Linked DNA regions of Gossypium hirsutum: region 2 is linked to region 1. Evidence: chromatin contacts called from public Hi-C data. All regions are on one chromosome and are shown on one strand. The core of a region is the stretch at or near the end of the contact, and the rest is flanking DNA. Distances in the headings are between cores, read along the strand shown. Region 1 holds the start of LOC107937034 (B3 domain-containing transcription factor NGA1). Region 2 holds the start of LOC107952992 (endoribonuclease Dicer homolog 1).

Region 1 (7,197 bases), core at 3,162-5,661:
ATGTTTATCAGTTATCCTCCAGGTCGCAATGAAATGCAACTGTTTTATATCTAAGCAGTCAATTGTAGAAGATGTTATAAGTCCACTAGTTTGACTACAAATACATGGGAAATAAAAAGGTCATGGCTAAGCAATTCATGTTAAGAAAAAGGCTCTTATTCATACAACAACAACCTCTATTCTTTTGCTTGAATGTAGTGCAGATGTGTCTCAAGTATAGATATATATAGTTTGAGACTGCAGATGCAATACCAATTTAATCCAGAATGTATGCAAATATATATATAGATACATACATACATATATAGAATCGTTAGGTAGACAGGCTTGTTTGTATAGGTGACTGGATGCATAGATCCTAAATACTGCTGCATGCATAGATCCTAAATGGTGCTACATGCATAGATAGTGTTACCATTAACATATATGCACGCACATAAACATACACATAGTATTTTACATCTCTCAAACTGATGAAACGATGAATATAAACCAAAATATCGATTACCTTAAGGAACTTAGCAAACTATACACTAGAACAGTCTTTAATCTCCTTAAAATGAAATCTTATAGTATTACTTATTCAGATAATTACTATGAAAAAAATTTATAGTATTATTTATACTAATTCAATATTTGCATTGCATTTCAATAGAGAAAATTAGATATAATAATTATTTGCATATGCTCCATAATCCGTCATTGTAAAGTTCAGAAATTTATGCTTCTATAAGTAGACCATGTGCAGCAAGGAGATTGCTAAGAAAGTGTGTCCTCACAGTATTCTGCTTCATTTACTATTGATTTGTTACAGTTTAAATGAGCATTCACGCCATAAATCAATACAAAACGCGTACATACATGTTAATGGTGAATATACATTTCCAGCATTCTATGTCTATATACTGTACTGTCAAAGTGGTTATTTCATGCAGATGTTCAATTAGTCAAGTCAATGAATGGTTCATAATCTCAGAAAAGGAAAAAAAAAAATCAGAACAATACATGTACAGTTATAGATCAAAACTAGATTGATATCCATGAAGGATGAGCATTTGCTGTATAGATGCATCAAAAACCAGTCAAACTACTCACTAAGGCTAAACCAAACATCAGCTCTTCTAATAGAGCAGTGACCATATATAGTAAATCGAGTAGATGCCCTTTACAAAGTTAGAGAAATAAATATATCAAAGTGGAAATGCATTTCTCTTGTATGGATCTTTAAATGACATTGATGCCAGCAAGGTTATAATCTGTATTCATGAATGCAATTAAACTAATAAACTATAGAAGGACGAGGCTGAATTCAGTGCATTTTAATGCTTTACTACTGTTTAGTCAATTCTGAAGCCGTATCACTCGGTACATACCAATTACCAATTCAGCATGCGTATATTATATAGCTACATAATCAGATATTCTCCAAGTGCTTCTTATGGGTCTGAATGCTTAAAAATGCTGATACAATCATCCCAAATGTATATTTAGCCTTTGAAGAACTATATTTAGGGTAGGTTTGGATGAGCACTGTCATGCGTTTAATTTACTTTTTGTCTTACTATAGGATTTAATTTCACCGCAACCGCTATTTTTACACTAATCGCAAGTAAATGCACCGCCCATCTAAACTCACTCTTAATGTCATATTACTATGTTAATTAAAATTTCCTAGTAACCTGGAGTACCTGATGCTGCAAATCAATGTTTTCTCGTCCCTCATTTCTGGGGAAATCTGTAATTATGTACTAGTTAAAATGGGAATTTTACCAATAAGAACCTATGTAAAAGATACGCTCCTATATAAGTAATTTAACCATACATAAAGACTCTTTAGCCTGGAGCTTTAATTAATACCTTATTAAATGCACTGACAATATTTGATGCCAATATATATATTATATAATATGAAATCTTACAAGTATTGGATGAAGTCCAGTCTCAATAGACCCATCAGTTGGGGGAATCTGAACCCTCTTTTAACACAAGAGAACTTTTTTGTGTGTAGCAGTCCAGACAAGATCATCTGATCATGGCTGTAAAGGGAAGGTATACACGAATTACCAAGAAGTCAAGGAAATTTCTAACTGGCAAACAAATGGGAAGTGTGATGATATACATATATATGTAGAAAAATTTTCAAAAACTATCAATAAGAATACAGATAATACCTTTTCCAGTGCTGCAACTTTTCTGTGCAGTACCTGCAATGCCTGCACCTTAGTTGTTCAGCAGCAACAAGCCAAGTAAATATACATACTATTAACCTAACATGGAGTAACAAAAGAGATAGGAGAAAATGGAAATTAAATAAATTTCTTTTTTTAAGGCTATATATATACACACATACAACACCTACCATGCATTACCAGTCAGGGTTAAGGAAGGGAGAGAGAGTATACAGATGATCATAAGATAACTAAACAAGAGAGCAACAAATAATATATACATATATAAGCGTATATATATATCAAACAAACTGGGGCAAATCCGGGGATGCAGATTGGAAAGGCCAGGGCCTAGTAATGGAAAAATATAAAATAATAAACAAGTTGGGAATATGCTGATATATCTGTATAAGTGTTATACACAATTTTCAACTCCATATTTTGCACCTTTCATCTTTAGCTCTTCACAGATCCCAAACCTCAACTAACTCATGTACTAACACAATATTAAAAAGAAAAAAAGATAACTTGGATTGCTAAAAAAAAACTTATCTTCAATATCTTTTCAACCCTCTTTCCTAAATCCAGTACTGCCTGTCGCAAGTTTGATGGCAAAGCAAGAAAAAAAGAGAAAATGGAACCCTTCACTCACTGTGATTTGATCATCATCGATCATAGATCCAAATCAAAGGACAAGGAAGATTTTCCCTTCTTTGAATACTCAGCTTGCATTCTGGAGAGTGGGAATGGGGTGTTATTATTGGACAATCTTGATTGGAGAGAAGAGGAAGGGAAATAAGGAGAATCATGATCAGAAACTATAGTGGCATGAGGAGAACTCGAGGAAGATTCATCTGTTGTAGGAGTAGGACACTCCATGTTCACTCCAAACAACCTTAGTCTTTTAGCCGCTGTTTTATTACCCTGAACAACTGGTACTGACTCGATCACCATTGGCTCCACTCTTCCTTCTTGCATTGCCCCAATTTGCTGAGGTTGGTGATGATGATGATGGTGGTATGACCCAGATGATGATGACCTTAGATAGTACTGCGACTGCGCCACATTACCGTAAGTAATTGCCTGATGTTGCTGCTGCTGTAGCTGTTGCTGTTGCTGTCGTTGATGATGATGGTTATAAGGATATATGCTGTAATTCAAGCGATGCAAAGGCTCATAGCTTTGAGGCAGCGAGTAGATTCCACCCCCCCACCGGACTGACTGAGGAAAGTTGAACTGATTTTGCATCTGAAAATGTGCAAAGGACGTTGGATCGGGTGCATTAGGCCTCCGCCTCCAATCAATGTACAACCGGTCTTTCCCGGACTCCCCAACACCCCTTTGAAACGATACGATGTCACCCGCATCAAGCTTCTTCTCCTTGACGAAACGGCTCCACCCTTTGGTCATCACATAACTCTGGCTGCTATTCCAGTATGAGTACCGGAACCGCCACGACTTGCCGTTCCGATCTTCAAAATTCAACAACAACCCTTTCTCATTCGATAAAGAGTCGAGAGGGAAGTACTTCTCCGCATGTTGCTTCGGTATTACCAGGCGGTTCAGCTTGCCTACATCACTCGGTGTTACAACTTTATCAAACATATATTCTTTCTCAATACACCTGCTACTTCCAGTATTTGATTCTTCAATGTTATTGCAGCTCCCAAGTGACAAGTCCATCATCTCAAGGTCCTTGTCACAAATTGATAGCAGAAGAAGAGGATGAAACTGGCAACTTGCTGGGAATTTCTCTTATCACTTCCTCTCCTTAATTATTAGAATACCCATGTTCATAATGATGACCCACATCCACCACCAAAATTTACTTTTTTTTTCTCCTTCTTTTAATCACACTAAAACCAGATGATATGAACAATAAGTTGTTGCAAAATGGTGGTTGGGCAGGAACGAAAAGGAAAAAGAAAAGAAAATTAGAAAGAAAACAAGACCTGGCTTACAAATACTGATTTCTTGGAAGGTGTGATTTTCTTTCTTCTAAATCCTTGAGGACCGAAGGAAGCAAAAGACAGGTCCTCTCAGTACAAAAACCAACCGAGGGTCGGTGCCTTCATCTTTGACCCAGAAACAAAACACACCCACACTGAAAGAAAAAAAGAACCCTAAGCGAGACAAATTAAAGCCATGGGAGAATCAACAGCAAAGAGTTGTGTGCTCGTGGTTGACCTAAGCTTTTTTTTCTTCTTTTTTCTTTTGCTGACTCCCCCTAAGCTTCATTTTATGTAAATATTTACCACATTTTCCTATTTCTATTTCCGTTTTTGGTTTATAAAAGAGAGTGTAGTAACTAGTAAATTAAATTATTACCATATTAAAAGAGAGTGTAGTACAATAATTACATGGAATTACTTCACATACATATTATTTTCATACTGAAATTATAAGTTTTTTTGTTTTAATGCGGGCTATATTATCAAATAATTTTATTAAATTATGAACTAGAATTCACATCTAAAATTTAAAATTTTACTTTGTTGATTTAATAACTGAATCATCCAACTTTCTTAAAATAAGAAAGATTTGATCAAATGTAAGGGGTAGGCAAAGGATTTTTTCCCAAAATGATTTTTTTAAAAAAAATATAAAATTATATTTCAATTTTTAAGAATTTATAATTTAATTTTCACCTCTTTTAATATTTTATTTGTCTTTATTGTAACTAGTATTATGTGTGCAAAAAATCAAATAAGCAAATAAAAAAATATGAGTTTATAGTTGTAAAGTCTGAATCCGGAGTTGCATGGTTTTAAGTTACCGCAATTAAAGTTTAATTATTAAATTAAAAAGAAAGCAAAAATGTGAAATTTTAGATGCACCAAGGATTGAGGTTTTAAGCAATGGTAAAAAAGAGGCAAGAGTTTAATTACAGTTGCACAAGAATAGTAATATTAAAAGAGATTTGGGGTAAATACATACTGCAAAGGCAGGGGCCCATGAATGATAAGGTTCGACTCATGTGAGCTTGTCCTTTTCATAAATTTTGGTTTTATATTTTTTCCATTATCCTCTCTGCAAAATGACCCAAATCACCAGTTGGTGTGATGGTATTTTTAAGTCCCAAAATCAGGATTGTAATGATAAAAGTTAGCCTAGGAATGTCATTTCCCATTTGATCCATCATTATTATGATTTATTATTGTGGATGCTGTTTGGTATTGTTTACTTTTAAATAATTTCATCCCAGCCAGTTAGAAAGAGAGCATGTTTTAGTTAGGTATCAATAAGTTTTTGACTTTTGGTCATTCATTGTGTGCTGCTTCTGCTGCTGCTCTATCTGCTCCTGCAAAAGAAAGGGGAAAAACAGTTTTACCACCATGTTTACATTCAATTTTTAAACTTATCAATTACAAATATCTTGCCTACAACCATAAACTTTTCTTTTGGAATATCAAATTTAGGACCGAATCCAACCCAATTCTTTTTATTAATGATATTACGTTTTAATTTAGTTTTTTATTTTTTTAATTAATTTTAGCTTTTAACTTTTAAAAAATATTAATTTTTGAAAAAGAGTTAAATTTATGTTTTTATAATTAAAATGATAATTTTTTTAAAAATGGCAACCAACCATTTACATGCACTTCATGCTTTTTCTTTTGAATTTTTATGAGATTTTTCTTTTTCTTTTTGGAATATTTTATAATTTTTAAATTATTTATTGATTTAACATATAAGAAAATAGCGTTAAGTTATCATGAAGTGTACATAGACTGTCACACTTACATTGTTAAAAAAAATTAATATTTTAATTAACATTTTTGTAAAAGAAAAGTAAATAAACTATTTTTCAAAGGTTAACGGTAAAATTTAACTTAAAAAATATTAATGACCAAATTGTTAGAAAATGTAAACATTGTGCATTGAATTTATCTTTATGCCACTATTAAAATGCCCTTTTAATTTTGTGATATTTTAAACTTAATAAGATGTTTAATAAACTAAAAAATTTAAATGTCAAAAAATTAAGTATTGAATTTAGTTTATAAAATATGTTAGATAATTTTTTTTAAAATTAAGTACCGAATATGATTAGCTTGTTGGATAAATGTGATTTTAAATGTAAAATAATTAAAGGATAATGTTAAAAAATAAAATATTAGCTCCTTATTTACTTATAATTTTTCACACATTTTCATTAAAAATTATATTTATTAGAGATGTATTTTAAAAAATTAAACCACTAATGATATTAATTTTTAATTGAGAAAATTTTTTTAATGGATAATCAAACAATGCCTAAATATCGATATCATCCTTATTCCATCTCTCATTCTTCAATTAATAGATAAATTAATCTAACAATTTGGATAAGACAAACAGAAAACAATTACCAAAATATGAAAACATAAATATATTAAAATCTATATGGTCCAAATTACACACATATATATATATATGCTTCTGTTTTTTGCATTTAATTTATATAATTTTTTAAAGATAATTAAATAAATAATATAGATACATATTATTCAAAAATAAATTATCGTATATTTTATTAAAAAGAAGTGCGACGTATACTATTAAAAAAGAACGTAACTCCTCATATAAGTAAATTTAACAAATAGTTAAATTAAATAATATAGATAAAATTATTAAAAATAAAATTAATTAATTGTTACAATTTTAAAATATGAATAAAGTTCATTATATTCAGTGGAACAAAGGTAAATATAATATTTATTTATTTATTTATTTATTTCAGTTAATGATATTACTTTTCAGCTAATATTACTATGTCTAAACATTTCTTTTATATGCATGCAGATTGTTCGTAAACTTTTGATTGTTTTCTTTTAAAAACCTGCCTCTGTCTCCAACTAAGACGGCAAATGAATCTAAGCATTTCAATTGAAAAAAGAAGAAGGATTTGGAGCATACTGCAACTATACATTGTGTACTAATGCTAAATATTTAAATGTGGTTTGATACAATTAATACGTCAACTACTATAAAAGCTATAGGGTGTTAAAGTATGTACCATCTACATAGATATTTATGTAAATTTTGA
Region 2 (7,197 bases), core at 1,691-4,190, 500 kb after region 1:
TTACCTATTTTTTGGGCTATGAATTTTACTATTATAAATGATGCTACATTTCACTATTATAAATGATGCTACATATTGCATAAGTTGTATATTCAACACATCAACTTTCATTTTCTTATCTATTTGAACTCAAGCTTTTACTTACATCAAAGTGTACGAGTCACTCAAACATAGTTCAACATCTACTCAAGATTAAGGTATGTCACACTATGAACGTCACAAGTGAATAAATCCATAAAGAGATCTAGGATCTATTCTACTTAGGTCATTTTCGATATATTATCAATCTAGTCAATCACATCTACATCTCTATCTTTTGAGAATCATTAGCTCTGATACTCAAGACAAAGTATCTCATCAAGTGGACTTAATAGATGACACATTAGTCTTTCAATCAGTTTGCTTATTTTCGTTTATGAGTCAAATATTAGAACAAATATTTATTGGGTGTCGAAGTTGATTAATGCACGGAACAAAACTTGGGATAAGCAGTTTGTTAAATTAGTATTTACCTCTAATTAAACTCGTTAAATTCTGTATTCCCCTATCAATTACGGTGAGCTAGGATACATATGCTTGATTGAAGGGAGCAAACTTGAGAATACACAGTAAGTAGCGGCTATAAGCTTTTGGTAGCAAAGGGACTTGAGGAAAGAATCATCACTAGGCATTGGCAGAATTACAAAGAATTTTATAGTAAAACTTGGAAAGTTCCGTGTCCGTTGGAACTTAAAATTATGTTGTGGAGACTTTTTAAGTATTTGTGCCTACAATGTGTAATTTATACAATAGATGTGTGGAAACTTCCCTCATCTGCCCATTTTGTAATGCTGCGATGGAAACAATAATGCACGCGATAGCAAGTTGTGATCTAGCAAGAAGGGTCTGGGTAGCGTTCAACATTGTCTAGTATACCTCGTATGGATTTTCATGACCAATTAGCTCGCTTAGTGAAACAAAGTAATATGAATGAATGCAAAACGATTATCACTATTTACTGGGCTCTGTGGCATGCAAGGAACGAATGGGTGCATGAACGAAAGAAAGAGACAATTTATGGAATTTCGGGGTTTATTCGGTCCTATATTACTGAGACAAAAGGTGTTGTAAGAGCCATACCTGAGCCACGAGATGGTTCTACAACCGAATGAGAGCCACCGGAGGTTAATATGGTCAAGGTGAACTTTGATGTGGGCTTGAGAGCCGCTTCTAATACATCCAGCACAAAGGTGATTGCGGGAGAAAATAGTGGAATGATTTTGAGAGCTTTTGTTCATACAAGTTGCTTCGTTCCCCTTGTCTTTGCCGTTGAAGCCATTGCATGTGTGAAGGCCCCGCAATTTGCAAAAGATATGGGGTTTCAGCGCTTGGTCTTGGACGGTGACTCTCGGCTGGTAATCAAATGGATATCTAACAGAGTGGATCATTCTAGTGTAACTGCTTATATTAATGATACAAGGTCTCTCATCTCCCAATTCTTAGTTTGTAAAGTCAAACGTACTTTAAGGGATGGTAATCGGGCGGCGCACCAGCTGGCTAAGGAAGCATTTGACAGGGAAGAAAGCTTATTTTGGGTGGAGGAGGCTCTGGCAAAGGTATCTGAGATTTGAGTGGCGGATCGATGATAGACTGACTCACTAGACTAGATGCAGGATTAGGTTGAGATGAGGGGTGAAGTGGGAGTATTAGCTCATGGGACGCTGTTGGCTGCACTCCGATGGAACTATATTGAACTTAACCGGCATTATTTTATTCGGATTTTCACTATTTTGCATGTGAGGGGATTTCCTTTTATAGCTTTTGGAGAAGGGGGTATTTAGTCCACTGGTTTCTACTGAAATATGCAGGTGTGAATGATGCACAGCTGTACTCATCCTTTTAATGAAACTTCTATTATTAGAAAAAAAGGAATTAATAATATAATTATTACATTAAATATTTGTTAAGAAATTAATAATATAATTATTATTCTTCCATCAAAATGATAATGTTAAAGATTAGATATTTTTATTCCATTTTGATTCATGCTTTTATTGATATTTAATAAGTTTCAATTTAAAACAATCTCTTATTTTATTCTTTAAATCACAAACTTTTTTATATAACAAAAACAATTTTATTAAAATCTTGTTTTTGGTATGTAAACTAATTAGTATTAATTTAATATATAATCAATAAATATAAAAAAAATTGATTAATAAATCTAACAGAGGAACATATTCCTATAAATTATAACAAAAAAAAATGGAACTGTTAATAGAAATAGAATGCCCAAATAACCTTAACATTCCTATCCTCAAATGTAAGATATTTTTGTTTCTCCCAAAATCACAAGATTTTCTCATACGGAATGTGTGAGAAATAAATGCAAACATTTAATTGTAATGAGAAGAAGAAAAAGTGGAGCCACCCAAAACAAAATTCACCCAATCACTACACCAAAGGCCAATTGGTTTTCACTGTATCCAACCCACCAAAGGGAAAGTTTCTGGTCTCATAGGATAAAAAAATATTCAGCCTGATCTAAGGGGAATAAACTTTTATAATTATTTTTTCTTTATGAAGAATAAATCAAACGGCTGAGAATGTTCTATCATCTTTGACCTTTGAATAAGCTTTCGTTTTTGCCGGGATTCTACCAGTGGACTCCAACTGTTTGACACGTGTCTGTACTTTTCCATAAGCGTTGCTGTTCTCATGTCCTTGGTAGCAAAAAAGAGAACACTTAACATCTCCCCGCTCCCTACGGTAACGCAACTGAACAGTGAAGAGCGTAGTTCCAATAAAACCCTATCCTACCATCCACTCACAAATCACCACGTAATCCGGAACCCTTGTTGGGTCAAACGTGGCGTTATCGTATTGGTTGAAGCACTGTTTCTCTGTACTTTCGAGTTCGGAAAGTTAAAGAAAAACAGAACCGCCTCAAGTCACAGAAGTTTCTTTGTAAATTGTAAGGAAAAAAACATTGCGTGAAGACCAAAAAGAAAAAGGGGAAAACCCGTAGTTTTGGGTTTTATTATTTTAATTTTGTTTCTCCATCTCTCTTTCGTAGAGAAAACAGAGCTAAAACCCAGAAGAACCAAAGAAAGAGTGGGGGAGGAAAGCAAAAAACTGAGAAAGGCGCACGCTTGAAGGGAGTCAAATAAAAGAGAAACGGAAGATAACAGAATAGGCGTTGATAGACCGTAGAATCTAAGAATCACACACAAAAGTTTTGGTGGGGTTTTATGTTTTTTTCCCCCTTCAATTTTCTGTTTCACTTTTTTAAATGAATCCCCTTCCTTAACTACACTTCTTGCGTGTTTCCTGCGGTCTATCTACTCTTAATCTGTGTCTTCACTCACTCTTTTTTCTTCTCTCTGTTTTTTTCTGTATCTTTATAAAAACTATTGATTTCTTTCTCTTCTTTCTGGGTTTTTTTTATAATTCTTGTTGCTCTTGGTTCTTTTCCCCTTTTTTTTTTTGAAGTGGGAGTATCCGAGTTCTGGGCAATTGATTGATGGAGGAAGAAGGTAGGGTTTCTGGTGGCAATGGGTCATCTTACTGGCTGGATGCTTGTGAGGACATATCATGCGACTTGATTAGCGATTTTGTTGATTTCGATGCTCCTATAGTTCAAGACTCCGTTGACAATACTTCCAATCAAGATTTCTTTGGAGGAATTGATCACATTCTCGATAGCTTCAAGAACGGCGGGGGACTTCCTCCGGTGGGAAGTAACGGTGATAGCTCTGCCGTCAATGGAAATGGAATTTACGACCCCGTTGCTGGAGATGGATGGTCTCCCAATGAGCTCTCTGGGGTCTCCAAGGATTTACCTGACAACTCAGTTCCGCCATCTAATGGAGTTGAAAAGAAGATTGGAAGCAAAGGGCAGGAAAAAAGCTGCGATGATAGTAATTCCAGTTTATTTGATTATTCTAATAAGGATAATGGAGTTCATCGAGACGATAAAAGGTCATCCGAGTCGAGAGATAGGGGTTTAGATAGTGAAGAGAGGTGTAGAAAGAGGGCTCGTGCGAATGGCTGCAAGAGTGATAGGCAGTATTCTAGTAGAGGTCAATATTATCCCCGGGATAGGGAGAGATGTTCTTCTAGGAAAAGGGTTCGAGATTGGGATGAAATTGATCGGAGAGATAGAGAGCATGTTAGGAGAAGAGAACATTATTATGGTGGCAATAGGAGGGATGGGAGAGAGAGAGAACCAAGGGGTTATTGGGAGAGGGATCGGTCAGGGTCCAATGAGATGGTTTTTAGGTTGGGTACTTGGGAAGCAGATCGGCAAAGAGAAGGGAAGGTGGCTTATGACAAAACTCCCGAGTGCAATGGAAAGATGGAGAAGAAAGTTGAGCAGCCGAAGGAAAAACTCTTGGAGGAGCAAGCTCGTCAATATCAATTGGATGTTCTTGAGCAGGCAAAGAGGAAAAACACAATTGCATTTCTTGAAACCGGGGCAGGGAAGACCCTCATTGCTGTTCTCCTCATGAAAAGTATTTCTGATGATTTACAAAAGCACACCAGAAAAATGCTCTCTGTCTTTTTGGTTCCTAAAGTTCCACTAGTTTATCAGGTAGTCAATTTATAGAATTTCAGTGTTCTTTTAAGATTTGATTGGTTCTGTTGTTTCCAGGTTCAGTTTATTATCATTTTTATTTTCCATTTTCAGCAAGCTGAAGTTATTCGCGAGAGAACTGGTTTCCAAGTAGGTCATTATTGTGGGGAGATGGGTCAAGATTTTTGGGATGCTCGTAGGTGGCAGCGCGAGTTTGAATCAAAGCAGGTAGCTTGTCAATTTCCTTTTGTGAAAATTCCTGCTTGACTGTCATTTGAGCTTTTCTAATGTTCCAAGTAAATTCCTTATTGTAATGCTAGTTGGCACTAAAGCACAATGCGGTACGTTACTTCAGTAATTTTAAGATATGACATTATAATGAGCGATACAAAAGTGTTTCTGTATCCGGTCTTTGGTAACACTTTTAGTATACTCAGCTTTACCTAGTTAGTTTACTCGTAAATTACTTAGGATATTTTTTTGAACCAATGTTCTTTTGCTCAATTTTGTTGAAGGAATGGGATGATGTTGATATAGTTTTCAAATTCTAGCAAGATTCTTAAATGTCTACTTGCCAGAACTGGGATTTAGTTGAAATATCAGTGATCCACCCTTTGTCCTGTCCTAAAAGGAAAAGAGGGAAAGCATAACAAAGCTTAAATTTGAAATATGGTTCTCAACCATTAGCAATATCCTTATATGCCTAATCTATAGAGTTGGAACTGAGTGGAGCTATTAATATTGGTAGACCTTTATCACATTCAGCACCCTTTATTTCTTTTTTACTCTTTTAACTAGGTATTATGAGCTGCTAAATTCTTGTCTATCTGTATGTAATTGAACAGTCTTTAGTAGGCTGTCTAGCATAGATATCCTCAAAATGGTTGTATCTTATTGAGTCTTCGGTAGCTGTTCATTTGCATATATGAATCTTGTCTATTTGTCCATAAGATTCGCTCATTTGATGTCTTTCTTGCAGGTTTTGGTTATGACAGCTCAAATTCTGCTGAATATTTTGAGACACAGCATAATTAAAATGGAATCAATCAATCTCCTTATCCTGGACGAGTGTCATCATGCTGTGAAGAAACATCCGTATTCACTGGTTATGTCTGAATTCTATCATACAACACCAAAGGAGAAGAGACCTTCTGTTTTTGGAATGACCGCTTCTCCTGTTAACTTGAAGGGTATATTTTTGTTTTTGTGTTCAGATTTATCTCTGTTTGAGACAAAGGGCTCTTTCAAAATTTTCTTTCACTTGATTATAAGAAAATTCCCCCCTTTAACTCATATTTTGAATTGTTATATTCAGGTGTTTCAAGTCAAGTTGATTGTGCTATAAAAATTCGTAATCTAGAAAGCAAACTGGATTCTGTAGTCTGTACCATCAAAGACCGCAAGGAACTCGAGAAACATGTGCCAATGCCTTCAGAAGTTGTGGTAGAGTATGACAAAGCAGCCAGTTTATGGTCCCTCCATGAACAAATAAAACAAATGGAAGCAACAGTTGAAGAAGCTGCACAGTCAAGCTCTAGAAGAAGTAAATGGCAGTTCATGGGAGCTAGAGATGCAGGAGCCAAGGAAGAGCTTCACCAAGTTTATGGTGTATCTGAAAGAACAGAAAGTGATGGAGCTGCTAATTTGATACAAAAGTTGAGGGCTGTTAATTATGCACTGGGTGAACTGGGCCAATGGTGTGCTTATAAGGTATCATATGTGTTAAGTAATTAAGGTTACGACAACTTTTTCTTATTTTCTTGGTTGTGCAGAAATGATCCTGGTTGTTTCCTTTCATTGCCTTTCTTCTGCAGGTTGCACAATCTTTTCTGACGGCTTTGCAAAATGATGAGAGGGCAAACTACCAGCTTGATGTCAAGTTTCAAGAATCTTACCTAAACAAAGTTGTTTCTCTCTTACAATGCCAATTATCAGAGGGAGCTGTTACTGAAAAAGACATGAATAATGCAGAAGCAGAGAACTGTAATGCTCAAGATGGGACCAATACTGATGAGATTGAGGAAGGAGAGCTCCCTGACAGTCATGGTGTGTCTTTTCTTTAATTTTCTACCTTTCTTTTACTTTTTTTTATTTTTTTGCCAGCACATTTTGAGACTGATATCTAATTGAAAAGGATATCTTCAGGTTTTGAATGTATACGTGTGATAATGTTAAGTAGAACAAAACATGCATTATTTACTTGCTTGTGTTGTGTTTCTTGTCATCCATTTTAAGGAAAATTCTTATCATTGTAGATGTTTCTAAACAAAAGATATTTTAAAAACATTTTGGTGTGTATTCTCAACTCATGTACCGTTTTGTCATAGTTGTCTCTGGTGGAGAGCATGTGGATGTGATAATTGGAGCGGCTGTAGCAGATGGAAAAGTGACCCCGAAAGTACAGTCATTGATTAAAATACTTCTGAAGTATCAGCACACAGAGGATTTTCGAGCAATCATCTTTGTTGAGCGAGTTGTGGCTGCTTTAGTTCTTCCTAAGGTAGAACCATTGGCTTGTTTAATCATATTCAATGATAGATTTCATCCCCTTGCTGTTTCCTAGGAATGCTATTTTTACTTCTTTTTGAATGGACAGGTTTTTGCAGAGCTTCCGTCTCTGAGTTTCATCAGGTGTGCAAGTT

What was found. Hi-C and Micro-C count contacts between places; a contact is called where the count stands out from the background.
Region 2: a Hi-C map of leaf shows a contact between it and region 1, with 2.2 times the contacts expected there. The contact joins the promoter of LOC107952992 here to the promoter of LOC107937034 in region 1. A contact is called at or near these places in 9 of 34 Hi-C or Micro-C datasets (cotyledon, leaf and seedling).

What each region holds. Positions count from the first base shown.
Region 1 is chrA07:28,586,595-28,593,791 of Gossypium_hirsutum_v2.1, forward strand. It overlaps LOC107937034 (B3 domain-containing transcription factor NGA1), which reads right to left and starts at 4,412. Exons shown (of 4, transcript XR_005930610.1): 1 at 4,121-4,412; 2 at 2,821-4,024; 3 at 2,172-2,204; 4 at 1-2,036.
Region 2 is chrA07:29,085,576-29,092,772 of Gossypium_hirsutum_v2.1, forward strand. LOC107952992 (endoribonuclease Dicer homolog 1) reads left to right here and starts at 2,941. Exons shown (of 21, transcript XM_041117911.1): 1 at 2,941-4,573; 2 at 4,670-4,783; 3 at 5,535-5,745; 4 at 5,871-6,265; 5 at 6,370-6,601; 6 at 6,883-7,055; 7 at 7,152-7,197. The coding sequence starts at 3,503.